2 separate regions of the Cyprinus carpio genome follow, and region 2 is linked to region 1. A link is a contact called in public Hi-C data. All regions are on one chromosome and are shown on one strand. The core of a region is the stretch at or near the end of the contact, and the rest is flanking DNA. Distances in the headings are between cores, read along the strand shown. Region 1 overlaps kiaa0586 (protein TALPID3). Region 2 holds the start of kiaa0586 (protein TALPID3).

The links. A called contact is a pair of places that touch in the nucleus more often than the background predicts.
Region 2: a contact with region 1 is called in a Hi-C map of skeletal muscle, with 2.5 times the contacts expected there. The contact joins the promoter of kiaa0586 here to the enhancer-like site in region 1. A contact is called at or near these places in 3 of 8 Hi-C or Micro-C datasets (liver and skeletal muscle).

What each region holds. Positions count from the first base shown.
Region 1 is chrB17:4,538,325-4,546,205 of ASM1834038v1, reverse strand. It overlaps kiaa0586 (protein TALPID3), which reads left to right. Exons shown (of 33, transcript XM_042743270.1): 20 at 1,633-1,719; 21 at 4,472-4,650; 22 at 5,368-5,471; 23 at 7,324-7,502; 24 at 7,585-7,729; 25 at 7,828-7,881. Among protein-coding and RNA genes, the nearest start is that of dact1, 56 kb to the right of the region's middle. Within about 2 kb of position 4,430, at least 1 of the 8 cell types and tissues checked has an H3K27ac peak or open chromatin away from gene starts, as enhancers often do. A contact at or near this core is called in skeletal muscle, where this site is marked.
Region 2 is chrB17:4,608,872-4,616,752 of ASM1834038v1, reverse strand. It overlaps kiaa0586 (protein TALPID3), which reads left to right and starts at 3,400. Exons shown (of 33, transcript XM_042743270.1): 1 at 3,400-3,749; 2 at 3,945-4,141; 3 at 4,225-4,286; 4 at 4,404-4,470; 5 at 4,788-4,857; 6 at 4,937-5,111; 7 at 5,214-5,417; 8 at 6,464-6,644; 9 at 7,508-7,657. The coding sequence starts at 3,730. timm9 (mitochondrial import inner membrane translocase subunit Tim9) reads right to left here and starts at 2,991. Exons shown (of 4, transcript XM_042743272.1): 1 at 2,971-2,991; 2 at 2,643-2,740; 3 at 2,474-2,569; 4 at 1,977-2,366. The coding sequence starts at 2,681. The coding sequence ends at 2,232. It overlaps arid4a (AT-rich interactive domain-containing protein 4A), which reads left to right. Exons shown (of 25, transcript XM_042743274.1): 25 at 1-888.

The DNA of each region.
Region 1 (7,881 bases), core at 3,181-5,680:
CTGCTGAATGTTTTTGTGGCATGCCTGATACAGTTTTTTTCTCCCAGAATTCTCTGTTTATTAAAAAGTTCAAAAGAACAGCATTTATTTGAAATATATATTTGTTCTGTGACAATGTAAAATAATTTACTGTCACTTTTGATGCATCTTTGGTGAATACAAGTAGCAATTTCTTTTAAAAAAATGATCTGACCCTATACTTTTGAACATCAGTATAAGACGACAGTCAGGTATAAAGTTCGGCTTTCATTAATATACAGATAATTAACTGCAGAATGCTGTGATTGACCGTTCCCAGGCAAATATCTATTTCTTCATTGACTCTCCAAAATAAAACACAATAAATAATTCTACTCTATAAATGATATTGGTGACAAAAGAGCTTTAAAATGGTGTATAACGCTGTCTGTCTCTCGTACTCTCATTCACATGAGCAGACCAGCTCTCTCCGTTACCATGGAGACATGGCTTAGCTGCATGAGACAAAGACCTGGAAAACTGATGCGTGATTTTCTCTCTCTCTCTCTCACACACACACACACACACACACACACCTCTTAAACAGTTACAGTTTGTGTTCTTGCACTGAATGAGTCATTGAATCTTTGTAAGGATGCCGTGTAAGGACACCCTTGAATCTCACTTGTAAGATCAGAGGATATGACATCGGTTGATGAGACAGCGTTTTATTGTGTGTGTGTGTGTGTGTGTGTGTGTGTGTGTGTGTGTGTGTGTGTGTGTGTGTGTGTGTGTGTGTGTGTGTGTGTGTGTGTGTGTGTGTGTGCGTGTGATCAGCATCACGTCTGCGACCACTGCCATTTGAGGATTCCTTTAAGCTATTTCAGGACATGAAGGTTTTTTTTTTAACAATAATTCATGTTCTGTCAACATTTTCTTACCCTCATGTCAATCCAAACCTGTATGGCTCTCTTTCTTCAGTGGAGCACAAAAGAAGATGTTTTGAAGAATGTTCATGCTCCTCTTTTTCGTTCAAATGAAAGAAAGCCTGCTGAGATCCATGGCTGTCAAGCTCCAAAAGAACACCATACTGGCATCATAAAAGTAATCCTTATGACTTGTGCACTATATTTAGAGTCTTCAGAGGTCACAGACTGTAATTCTTCCGTCATTCTTCAGAATGTCTCATGGAATGACATGAGGGTGAAAAAACGATGGCAGAATTTTCATTTTTGATTGAACTATATTTCAGTTTTATCGCAACTTTAAAGGAAATGAATGACAAATCTTTTCTTAAGCATTGTGGCATAAAACTGAGTGAAACGGATTCTTAAAAAAATTTAGATCACATTTTGACAAGGTTCTTAGCAGACTGAATGATTTGGAGGAGTCCAGAATACTTCTATTATTTCACCGGTCGACATTTCGATTAAACATTGCAATCTATTACATGCTTTCAGAAAGCAGATAGGTTGAATTTCCATTTCATAACGACTTTAAATCCACACTACCCTACTTTATGGTCAAGTATCATCTTTTGTTTCACCCTGTCATCATTATCCTTATTAACTCATGCACTTACAACTTTCTAATCTCCCCAGCCGTTGATGAATTTTGTAATTTCTAGACACCGTATTGCTTCCTGACCTCTGTCTCCGTATCATTGCCTCCCAGGCCGCCGAGGAACCGCATGCTGGTGAAGATCAGGAGGAAAATATCTTTCCCGGAACCAGTTTCTTGTCCGTAGCCGACATCAGCCAGGTACATTCAATTAAAAGCACATTTCAACCCACACACTCACTCCAGCTCGTCACGTAAAGGTCATTTCACAACCTGAGGGTATCAGCCCCGATCCACTGTTTCCTACTTCATTCCCATTTGCATTTTGACCCAGCTACAAATGCCCATTCTCCACATCTCCTCCTACACAGAAATATTGGCCATCAATGGCTCAGCACTCCAGTAATGAGATTTTCTGAGCCAAAGGGTGAAGGAGAATATCGTTTTCTGTAATTAACGAAGACCAGAGAATGGATGAGAGTTTAAAATATCATTCACGGGTTGGGGAAAAATCTAATTACAATATACACGGCTAAATTGGCCTTTCAGTGAATTGATATGGAAGGGGTGTGGTGCCGTATTGCTGATAATAGTCTTTGTTCTGTTCAGGAATTCTGCTCACATCACAGCTCGCTCAAGCATACAGACAGAGACATAAGCCCCTTATATTTACCGCTAACAAGAAGCACAGGACGCCCGGCGTATTGGGCATTAGGCCGATTCTGCTGCTCGGTCGTACAAGGGCAAGGCGTCAGTTAGCACCAAAATAGCATAGCAGTCATTAGGCGGGAGGTGGAGGCAGGCAAATCTGTGCTGTTCTCACAGGCTTTTGTGGAAGGTACTGTGAAAAATAGTGTTTATAATGAGAATAAAAAATCATGCTCCAAATCACATGAGCTGTTCCACAGTGACCCCTTTTGGCCTGAGAGGGAGCGTCATCCACAGATGAAGCTCGGTTTGAGCTGATCTTCCGTGAACAGAGGTTTGCGTAGGAAGGAATTAATTTTGCATCAATGAACTGAGGGTGTTAATTGTTCTTAGATGTTTGGAATTAGAATTTGAGTGGTTGGATTTTGAAAGGTTTGCCTTATGTTTGCTCGATGAAAGCATCTATATTATGTGCATTTATGCTTTTTGTTCGTTCAATACTTTGGCAAATTGGAGGATCTATGGCAGTGGTTCAGCACCTTTTTGACTAATGAATATTGTCCAAGACAGTTAAAATGATATTGTTTTTGATGTTTTGTTGTTGTTGTTGTAGTTGTTGTTTTTTTTTACCAAAACTATATATCAAAATAATAAAATATAATAATTGCTAGTAGTGGCAATATATTAAAATAATAAAATACTTTAAATATAAATAATTAAATTTAAAATAATTATAGAATTTACTGAATGAATACTGAATGTTTTCCAGGGTTCACAGTCTTTATAAGTAATGGATTTTACTAATCAATAAATTTTACTAACAGTTTTTAATTTCTCAATAAAATTAGACACAATTTATATTCAGTATATTTTACATTACTTTTTATCATTTTATTAATTTATTTTCCATGGCTAAAAATCACACTTTTTAAAATTTATCCTATATCTAGGTTTCACAAGGCCATGGGAACTAAAATGACAAGTGTTGAGGGAACAAATTAAAATAAGAAATATTTTACTTCTTGATTTTCTTGATTTGTCATTTTACATTTTATGATCTGTTTTAACTCATTTTAAAGCAATTTTTTTTCATATTTTAAATAATTTGAAGTCATCTTGCAGCCCGCTGGTTGGGAACCACTGCTCTATGCGCATCCCTTATTACTACTGTAAGTGCTCACAATTAAAGTTAGAGATTTGAACGAACCCATTTAGTAGCATTAAGTATTGAACCTTGTCTTGCACCATTTGTGCTACGTATAATGCATCTTGTTAAAGTGATTTTTACCTGGTGGATGACAAGAAGTGTGAAAAAGTCCCGCTGACTTGCATTGAAGGATGGAAAGGAGCAATATCTAGAGACCAGAAACATCATAGAGACAAGAGAGCTTTTCATGAGCAAACATTACTCACATTTTCTTCATATTATGTAAAAATCTAGTGTCTTCTGTCTGTTGGCAGTAGTGTGACTATAAAAAGTCCTTCTGACTCTTTTTATTTTGACTCTCTAATTGTTCTAAATGGCAATTAAGAGCGGAGTTATGAGTCCAAAAAGACAAACATTTTCCAAACACCAAGAGCAATAAAAATTCAAGCGCGTTGCACAGCAGTTGTATATAATTAAGCAGTTTTTCGAGGACTGGCATGTATTCGGCCCACTTGAAGTTTTCCCAACGACCAAATAAAGGCCACAGCTACTTAAGTCCAGACCTCGGTGAACAAGCTCTCTCTCTCTCGCTCTTGGACTCCAGGCACGGATCCTTGCCAGCTCCTAAAATGTCATTCCTCTAAGTCTCCAGTGCCTCAGCTTTGGCTCAGTCAGTTCTGATGGAGCCATAAACTTCAAACGGGCTCAGCGCCCGACTGGCAGAATGCATTTCTCTCTCTCTTTCCTCTGGCGGCCGGCCACTGGAAATGAGCTAATCGCTCCTTACACAGACCTCCCTGAGTCCGGGCCAAAGGAATCTGAACATTATCCAAACCAATGACTGAAATGTTGAAAGCTGGCTCGCGGATCCAGCGATGGAATTATACAAGACAAACGTCCCCCTTTCTCTCCAGCCTCCCTTTCTGTTAAGACTGTAATGACCGCTGTGAAATTGCACACAGACTAACATATGTTTGCCATTACAGCACAGTACACGGTGTGCGCTTTTATTTGCTGTCATTTGCTTGAAAATTCAATGTCTGATCCAGTAAGCTATGTGTAACAGATTGTCAGGAAGTCTCTTAGAAAGCCATATGTTGGAGTATGTACCATAAAACTGCTGAGACTCCAGTTCTCTCAATGCTGTGTTAAATTCAGGAAACACACGGCGGACTTCCAGACTCTCCTATAGAGCTCAACGGGCTGCCGTCTCCTCCAGCTGCTCTGTATCACGGCCCGGCCTTTCCTCCACAGCCTTCCCATTCCACGCCTCTGACCGAGCCCATCCTGAGCACCATCCAGCAGAGAGAAACCCTGGAGAACAGGCTGGTGGATTGGTGAGACTCCATTATCTCTGCAAATATCATCTGCTGCACAGTTATTATGACCACAAATGTGTCATGGTTTACACAAAAATATAACTGTTCTCAACATTAATGATAATAAGAAATGTTTCTCAAGCCCCAAATCAGCACATTGATTTCTGAAAGATCATGTGACTCTGAAGACTGGAGTAATGATGCTGAAAATTCAGCTTTGCATCACAGGAATAAATTACATTTTAAAATATATTAAAACAGAAAACAGTTCTATTAAATTGTAAGAATATTTTACGATATTACCGTTTACTGTATTTGATCAAATAAATGCAGCCTTGCTGGGAATGAGACTTCTTTCAAAAACATTTTTAAAAATCTCAATGGTAGTGACCATACAAAGAACAAAACTAAATATATATATATATATATATATATATATATATATATATATATATATATATATACACACACACACATACACACTGATTAATTTATTTATATATTTATTATGCAATCCTGAAGCTTATGCAGTAGAGCATGGTGCTAGCAACGCCAAGGTCATGGGTTCGATTCCCAAGGAATGCAAGAATTGATAACGTACATATCTTGAATGCAATGTTAGTCGTTCTGGATAGAAGCGTCTGCCAACTGCATAAATGCAAATGAATATATATATATATTACCATCATCATAGCATAATGCCACTATAGCACTGTGTTGTCATTTGTCTCACAGGGTAGAGCAACAGATGATGGCCAGAGTGATCACTGGAATGTTCCCCGTCCAGATTGATCCAGCCAGCCAATCAGAGCCAGAGAATAGTGTGACATCAGACATAGGTGAGAATGTGTTATTTGTAATGTTTATGATTGTGACTTTAGGTTTTATTTTAAATTTCGAAAGCTCCCAGTTTAATAGCAATGAAGTTTGTCTGTCTGTTGTTCAACCATCATGCATCTTCACCAATTTAACAATGTGTCTGGTCAAATCAACAACACCATCAATAGCGCATGACATAAACCAGCCAGAAAAGTCGAGCTGCACCAGGTTCCAGTCTATAAGCTCATAATTTTGATTCATAGCGTCTACGAATGCAAGCAGCACATTTGTCAAGTGTCTCAGCACGCAGCAAGATTGTATTTCCTCATTAAAATGCGATTGCTTGTGCTCAGCCCCTCTACTCCTCCTCCGCTCTATCCTTCCGTCTCCGTCGCGTCACTTCTGCTCAGTCGGCGCAGAGGTCCTGCCTCATTAATTCTCACTTTTGTTTAATAGAAAGATCAATGATGTATCAAATTTGCAGAGGAGGCTCGCGGCAAACTGTAGTCAGCATATTTCCAGACTGACTGGACTCTTCCTCCTGTAGAGGAACTGTATATGTGTTTGAACGCAGAAAAAAAGGAAATGAGGGCCCTGCCAAGAATGTCAGTTCTGTATATTAGCTTTTTAATAGCGCTGCTCCAAAATGCTTATGGGTGCAAGATTTCAAAATAGGCTGGATGAGAGGTAAAGCGAGTCTCAAATTGGTTATTTGAAATTACTTTGCTGGCAAACTCAACTTGCCAGAAGGGCTTCATGGGAAATTTCTGAATATTGTGGGAATGCCAGATTTTCAGACATTAAGTGTATGCATTGTTATTATTATTTGGATGCACATTAGGATTTTTTTTTTAGCTTTTTTAAATGGATGTGAAATTAGATTTTTTTTTTTTTTTGACTGTCTTTATAAATAAAATGTGGTAAAAAAATAATTATTTAGTCAGCATTTAGAGCCAAAAAGTTATGTGTTAGAAACTCATGTTAGCTCCATACTCCTTCATCAGCCCTGTCAGTGGATAGCAAGTAATAAAAATATGAATTTTAATAAATATATATTTTTTTAATTATAAAATAAATTTCTGCTTTTGCATTTTTTTTAGTAAATATAAGCTCATTTTTTTTAGTAAATATAAATGTAAAATAAGCGTTTGTTAAATGTGAACAGTTGACCATTTGCTAAGCTCCGCCCCCTTTGGTTCCCATAGGGGAATAAATCTAAATTGGAATGGTTAATATTTCTGACTTGGAATGAATTGTAGATTCTGTATTCTGTAGATTCTTGTAGATCTTTTTTATAATTATAATTTATTTAGTATTTTTAAAAATAGCATCATTAATGTGAAAATGATTAGATGGCAACAGTTGCTGAGTTAGTATTTGTCAGTTCATTTTGATGAATTTGTTATGTGCCTTTTTAATTTAAATTTTTATTTCAAAAATGTGTTTGTTTCTATGTTAGTATTTTTCAGGTATATTGTGTTATATGCTTTTGTGGTTTTTAGTAGTTTATATATATATATATATATATATATATATATATATATATATATGTTTTAAGTATATGGTAACATAAGTATATGTTTTGCTTTAATGCAACACCTTTTTTTTTTTACAATAACAACACTGTTGCTAGGATTGGTCAGTAAACTTAATAAGGTGGAGCTTAGAAAAGAGTCCATTCTGTTTGTGTCTTTTTGCTGTCATTAAATTGCATCAGCCATCCTGTTCTTTAGATATCAGCATTGAAAAACTGGCTTTCGCTGACCACTGCTATGTACAGTACTTTTAACTGTAGCCTTGTTAACAAAAGATGCCGAACCATGTCCCATGTACACCAGATAATCCTCCGCTCTGTGTGTGTTTGTGTGACAGTGGAGGCCGCAGGTGGCGGTGGGCTTCAGTTGTTTGTGGACACAGGGGTACCAGTGGACTCTGAGCTCATAAGACAGTGTGTAAATGAAGTGCTGGCTGAAACCGTTGCAGTAATGCTGGGACAGAGAGAGACACAGAGTGAACCCGCTGCCCCTGTCCAAACACAGGGTGCTCAGGTGGTACTAGCATCCAAACACACTCTCATTCATCCAGGATGACCTTTAATACCATAAATGTGGTAATATTGTTGTAATATTGCAGAAGGCGACCGAGGTACCAACACCGGCACCCACTCCTGAGCCCAGTTCCAAAGACCCGCCGTCTCCTGTCAGAACCCCTGATCTCTCCGAGCATCTTTCTACAGCTCTGTCTCCCAAAGAAAAGCGTAAGGGATCTGCTTCACCAGGTCTGACAGTGATTTTTATCAACATACCAAATTACTCCCCATCTATTTGTAAAAGTGTAAACACAGTTGTTCACACATCAGTTGTGCCTTTGTTTCAGGTCCAGATAGTATTCCTGTGGGCACACCGACTACCACTCCAATCCCGTCTCCCA
Region 2 (7,881 bases), core at 2,151-4,650, 72 kb before region 1:
GTTATTTAATGAAAGATTTCTAGAGCTGAAATTTTTGTGTAAATTAAAGGTATTATCTTGCAACTTGTTAAATATATTTATTCAGTCCGTGGACAGCGTTTTTGTATTTTTTACAAGATGAGAATCACAATCGTCCCACGTTCGGTCAGTGGGGTAGAAAGAATGAGAATTTTGTCGGGTCGTCTTGAACCCTTGAATGTGACGTCACAATTTGGGTAACTACTGTGCAGTAAACCGCATCTTCCCCCGTTTTGTACCTCCATTTGGGCCCGAAGCTCCCCTGATGGAACACCAGAAATCGGTGACCTGCTTTTTCCTCCCCATTCTTGATTATTTTACATCGTCTGGTACTTTATAATTGAATCCTTAATTCTCATTTTCATTTTGAGTTCTTGACCAATTGAATAAATGAGTTGCTACTCACACGAGTTTAAGCCCAGGGGTTTCTTACTGATTGTTCCTTTTGTAAATAGATCTTTCAAAAACCATGTATTTGAAAAATACATTTTACACACACTGTACAAATGATTTATTATTTTTTAAACCGTACATCTTTGTATATTGATTTTCCTTTTCTATGTCAAGTTGGTAGAAGCATTAGCACATCTTTAGACTGTGTGTGTATATACTCAACCATTTAGGAACCTAAACCCAAGCTGTCTAGAGTGATGACCCATAAGTCTATGTTGAACATTTTATGCTGTAGGCATCGATTAATTCACTGCAATGATGAAATTGTGAAAACTCGCTTCCCTGTGACTTCAGTTTATTTACAGATTCCTGGATGAAGAAATGAAGGCATTAGGTTCCTGAGCAAAGCCATTGTATCTTTATGTAAAATAAGAAGAGGTCTTCTCATTTCTAATAAAGTTTTGAAATATTCAGAAATATTCTTGTTTCTTTGTCTTTATTAACTGGGTAAAAACTCACAAAAGACAGAGAAAAATGCATTCTTGTTTTGTTTTGTTTTTTTAGGACAAAATAATGGACATCATTAGAATTTTCCTTCAAATTTAAATTCCACTATTTTATTACAAGATTAAATCCATATGTCTTGATGGGAATCTGAACAAAAACTACCACGATGTGGAAATACTTCACATTTAATTTTCAGTTCACTCAAGTTTCATTGATATGTCACAATGCAAAATTGCAATAACGGCAAAGGATTTAAAAAGGGGCAAAAATCTATTTATTTTGGACTGAATTACCACTCATATGGCCATGTTTTCTGAAATTCATCTAGCCAGTCAATACCAATAAAATCTACGCACAACTTACACTTGTTAAAGGAATTGATAAGTTTAATAATAAAAAGATTCAATAATTTGCTGAAAATTTACTCGCCCTCAGGCCATCCCAAAATGCAGATCAGTTTGTTTCTTGGGAACCGGTTTGAAGTAATTAAGTAAATTAAAGTAAATTGCTCCCCAATGGCAGTGAATGGGTGCCGTCAGAATGAGAGTCCAAACAGCTGATTAAAACATCACAATAATCCACAAGTTATCCACATGACTCCAGTCCATCAATTAATATCTTGTGAAGTGAAAAGCTGTTTGTAAGAAGCAAATCCATCATTAAGATGTCTTTAACTTAAAACCATTGCTTTCTACAGTCACAAAGTAATCTTGTCTGAATCGATTGATGTGAGAAGACAACAGGGCATAGATTTATGGATTAAGGACTGATATGTGAAAATTTCAAAGTTAAAACAATTTGATGGATTTATTAAAAACGCAGCTTTTCACATCACAAGATTGGTGTCTTGTGGATTACTGTGATGTTTTTATCAGCTGTTTGGACTCTCATTCTGACGGCACCCATTCACTGCAGAGGATCCCACTGGTGAGCAATTGATGGAATGATGAATTTCTCCAAATCCGTTCCCGTGAGGAAACAAACTTATCTACATCTTTAATTTTTGGGTGAACTATTCCTTTTAATCTCATTAGCTAAATTATACATGAGACTGAATATTAGAGTTGACTAATATTTTATTTTGGAGCACATTAACATAAAAACAGTCAAGATCTTTCGTGTTTTAGGGAAGACCAGCATAATGGTCAAAACGAGAGTGTCTGTCCTTTGGGAAACTAAAATTTCCGACGATCCAGTTAGAGGACTTCTCACAGTATTCGCAGTGCCTGCGTCCTCTGCCATGCCGCTCTGCTCCATGCTGGAATAGAGAGACCCTGGCGAAACAGTCTGGAGTTCAGTCCAGCAGCAGATGATTATCGTGGCTGTCCTAATAAACCGGCTTTAGCAGCCAACGCTTCATTCTGCTGGATGTGATATTCCTGAAAGCGCATGGAGATCCTCTGCGTCATCTTCAGATACTTCTGTAAGCAGCTCTCAGAACATGAAGTCTGGAAACACAAGTTACAATTTAAATCAAGTTAACTGACTCATTTTGTTTTAAATGATCTGTTTATCCTCTTGCAGAAATAGAAGCATAAACAACATAATCGCACACCTCTTCTGGCTTGACCTCTCTTGTGGTGAAATCTTTCACACAATCCATGAAGCAGTTTTCTGTCAGTTTATTGTAGGTTCCCAGAAATTCTTTGAACTGTCAAATACAAAGATGGACAGTTAAATAGCTACTTAATCATTTCAAAACTATAAATGTCTTAGGTTCTTACCTGTTTGATCTGGTCTGATTCAGTGACCTGAGCTGCCATTGTTTTGATTGACACTGCGGAGGCTGCTAAATAAATACATGTTCTTTTCTAACAGAGGCCTTGAAATGATATCAGTGTAATGATGAGTGGCTACATTAGACATTAGCATTATATCACATGTACATTTATAACACTAAATATGCGAAACATGCCTTCCAAAAATAAATATATTAATAAGCGTTTTATAATAAATAAGATACAGACAATACATATAACAAGAAGCAAAGCGCGTTTAAAAAAAAAACCCAAAACAAACAAATAAAAAATAAAAAAACATTAAATATTTTACCTTTGCTGTCAGAGCCAGAATAAGAGCCCTTATGAAATAAAAAATAAAATCGCGTATTATACTATGATTTAAAAAAAAGTGAAAAAAACAAAAAAAATTATATTTGTATTTTTATGTAATATATTATTACATATTAATATTTTTTGAAATTTTATTGAAATGCTTTATTAGCATCTTATTTTAACATAAAAATATTAAATATAGTTAAACAGTTTTTTTTTTTTACATTCTCAGTCCTTTTATGATTACTTGTGCTACAGCATAAAAATGCAAAATCAAAATCTTCTGGAATTTCTCACTTATTATTTATTTATTATTTAAAAAAATAGGGATAAAGGATATTATTAATTAATTTATTTTTAAACACAAACATTTATTTCTTATGTTTACCAGATCAAATAAATTCTACTGAGGACCAAATCCGGGCAGCAGTGTCACGATTGAAACGCAGGGAACTTTTATTTTGAAAATCTCGCGATCATGTCGTTGTTTCCAGGATCACAGTTGTGAAGTTTTGTTGTCAGCAACAACCGACGCTGAGAAAATAACTGGATTTACATCAGAAATGAGCTGAAAGAAAACATCCTTTGAATATCACATTAAAATACTACGAAATGAAGTCGGGATTTACTGTGATAACAGAAATGAGAGGCTGAACCAACCTGCTGCTTTTAAAAATCACCTGCGGCGGGAAATTCAAAAGCAGTACTGACAACAACACATCTGTGGATATCTCAGGAAATAAAGGCAATAATCGTTATGTTGACGTCATGTTCACGGTAAGACTGTTAGAAACGCCTGAAAATGATCAAAGCCTTTGACAGCTAACCACTGGGCCTGTACATTGTTGTTATCAACTGTTTAAAGACTGACATCAGTGAAAACAGCTGTCTTATTACTGATATAATAGTGGAAATGGACCCTTGTTGTGTGTCTGTGGTCAATAACACGAACTTAAACGACTCTACATCCAGTTCTGATGCAGCAGATGTGTTAATTCGTTCGACCAGAGCTGCTTTGGCTGCCAGCAGAGAGGAAATACAGCATGAGAGTCGTAATCAAGTTAATATTTACATTAGGAGACTGTCAGACTCTGAAGATGTTCACTCTGTGAATGAGAGAGAAACCCCACCCGTCCACCGTGTGAATAATCCTTCAGCTTCAGACACAGGTAACACTAGTAGATTGAGTGTGGTTAGATTGTGACATACATTTAAGGATCAAAAGAATCAATTATTTTTTATCTGAATTCAGTTGAGCCCCATGAACAACATCCCTCTGGATCATCAAGTCAGTTTGCTGGCATTTTTGACAAAGTGAGTTGTGTTTTTTCCTTCCTACAGTTATATTTGGGTTGTTTATAAGCAATTTAAACTTGCTGAAGTTGATTACATCATTAAAAACTAAAAGTAAAGTTCCAACTACAATCATAGGCCTTCAGGAAAGAGAAAAGTAAAGTTCCAACTACAATCATGGAGATAGCAAACTCAAAGTCGAAAGGTATGATTTCTATTCTATTCTATTCTGTTCTATTGTTGTTCAGTTATACTGGTATTATATTCAAAGATAAGAAGATCAAAAACTAAAATCATGAAGACTAAAAACGTTAAGTCAGACATTGTTATTTTGTTTTGAGCTATATTGGTATTATATATAAAGTATAGCTTAAATGAAATCATGCAGACAGAAAACTTAGTCAAAAGATATGAATTTATATAATTGCATTATGATGTTTTGAATTGTATTCTATTGAATCATATTGGTATATTTTTGAATGTCACTAATGTGAAACTAATTGAAATTTCTGAACACCGCAGGTGAAGACGTGCAAATCTCTACATACTCTGCTGATGGGAGAGGAGCAGTTTCTGCAGCCCTCAAGAAAAGGTAATGCCTGATTTCATTCACTCACTTGTATGATCAAAAATGATTATTTTGTACACATGAATATTTCACTGTTTCTCAGATCCCAAAGTGTCCCTTTAAGACGTAATGTGACGGTACAAGTGTTGGACCAAGACAGATCCCAGACTCCAAGAGGCCAGTCAGAACCTGCTTTTCCATCAGGAGACCCTGGGACTTCTGCAAATGTGGCAGCCATAACAGCTGCTACTATTGCCGCCACAGCACCACTTATCAAGGTAGACATTATTAGTTTCATATAGCATTATAATATCGTAACATTCTTATAGCAATACAGTATTATAGCATTGACTTTAAACGGTCTTTGTTTGGCCCATCAGGCTCAGAGTGAGATGGAGGCTCAGATCGCACTGGTAACAGCTGAGCTGAGGAGGCTGCAGGCAGCAGAGTCCAGTGTCCAGCCGGAGAGAACTGAGAACAGTTCTGTTGGGAGAGCAGCCCACCTGGAGGAACAACTTAACCTTCTGATGCAGCAGAGACTGCAACACCTGGAGACCATCCAATGTCAGCAGATCCAGCTGCAGGTAAAAATGGCAAGACCTCTAAAAAAAAAAAAAAATTAATAATATTAATATAAAAAAAAAAAAAAAAAATTATTATTATTATTATTATTAGTAGTCATTTTATTTAATTTAGTTTTGTTTACTTTTACTTCTGCTTTTATTTTGTATTCTTTTTTGTTATTGTTTTTATTTGTTTTGTTTTGTTTTTGTTTATTTCATTTTGTATAATTTTGCTTTGGTTTTTGTTGAGTTTTATTTTTGTTTCATTTAATGTTTTGTTATTTTTCGTTGTTTATTTTTTTCTTTCATTTCATTTTCTTTTCTTTTTGTTTTATTTCTTTTTTATTTTTAGTCTACTTTATGTCAGTCGAGGATTATTACACCAAAACATTCATAATTAAGTTTTCCACCCTTGAACTAAATATATTTGCTACTGTAAATATTCTCCGATATGATAGGCTGATATAGTTCATTCTGTTCATCAGGGTTGCTTAGTACCAAATACTGAACAGATTATGTCTACTTGGCACATTGAGCATTTTTATTTCAAAAAGACTTCAATTGCAGAAATCTGTTTTAAAGAGTCACATGCTGTTGTATTGCGTCTTCGTTTCAGAGACTTGAACAGATTCTGATGAAATATTCATACTATAAAAAGACATTTGTAAAAGTTATTTTGCTAGTGTGAGATCCAGATGCATTTTGAAAGCCTCATGGCCTACAAGACTGAGATCATGTATGGAGGGTGTAAGAATGGTCAATGTGTACTTTGTGTCAGCTCATGTAATGTATATGCCTCTGGGACCTCTGGGCACCTAATTGTGGAAAGCAGAGAGAATAACATGTACAAAAAGTGACCAATACGCTTTTTGGACAGTGACTGATAACAAAACTTGGTAGCTCCGACAGAGACCAATTCAGATGGTTAGCTGGCATCTCTGGCTTGGTTGTTTTATTTTGCCTCTGAGCATTAATTCTGGAAGTCTGAGAAGGCTCTTCTCCACTGCAATTCATGAATTGATTGTGTTCATCAGCTTATCCATTTATCATATCTCCTCTATCTTTAGAATCGTCTTCTGGGATCGGCTCTGGATGTCGTAGCAGCTCGGGCGAACACAGACTCACAGTCCACCCTGCACACAGGCTCTGGAATCACCCAGATAGACTTTCTGCCAGCTCAGATCTCAGACAGTCACAGCGTCAGACTCTCTGCCACTGATAAAACCTCTGCTGGAAGCCCAGCATCTGGTGAGGCTGTTGCTGAGATTTAGTATACATAGATTTGTAGATTTGTCTTTTTACAATCTATAATCGCCATACGCTGATTGTGTCTCAATCACCATGCCATACAGAATTAAATAAATCATGTATTATACCTGATTAATACTATTATTCCTTCTAATGGTAATTATTTTTCCCCTTACTCGTCATCTATCAATACAGTGATAGATGATAAAAAATATTTGGACGGACACTTAAAGGGTTAGTTCTCCCAAAAATGAAAATTCTGTCATTACTCACCCTCATGTCGTTCCAAACCCGTAAGACCTTCGGAACACAAATTAAGATATTTCTGATGAATTGTGAGAGCTCTCGGACCCTGCCATAGACAGCGATGTAATTAACATGATCAAGGTCCAGAAAAGTAGCAAGGACATCGGTAAAATAATCCATGTGACATCAGGGGTTCAACCGTAATTGTACGAAGCTACGAGAATATGCTTTGTATGCAAAGAAAATAAAAACAACTACTTTATTTAACAATTCGTCTCCTCTGCGTCACCCTGGTGCCATTTTGGATACGTTTTTTCATAAAAAGTATTCCCCTAGCTTCGTACAACTGTACAACTATTTGAATATCTGGAAATTTAGGGTGCAAAAAAATTGAAATATTGAGAAAATCACCTTTATAGTTGTCCGAATGAAGTCCTTCGCAATGCATATTAGCAGTCAGAAATTAAGTTTTAATACATTTATGGTAGGAAATTTACAAAATATCTTCATAGAACATGATCTTTACTTAATATTCTAATGAGTTTTGGCATAAAAAAAAAAAAAATTTGAAAAAGGGTACTGAATATTGTTTTTGCATTGATTCATTTCTCCTGCAGTCTTAAAGGATGTGCTCCGGGACAAACGAACAGGTGGCCATAAAAGCCCCCTGGAGACCCCTGCACCACGTAAAGTCATTCCTAAACCCACCCACTGGACATCATCAACAAACACCATCAAACCTCAGAGATCCTCCCTCAGAAACCAAGGTGGGTTTCTCTTCTGCGTTTTTTATTCTGTTTCTTTTTATTGGCTGAAAGCAATTTGGTCATTGCAAATATTTGCTTCAGGGCCTAGATTTTATGAGTAGCTGCATTATATTAAGTGCACATTTTTTTCTGTCCACGACCCAATCAGTGCACAGTTCTGAAATATTGTTCATTGGTTAATAAATCAGTTTTACACGTGGGATTACAGTAGTATGGATGACATT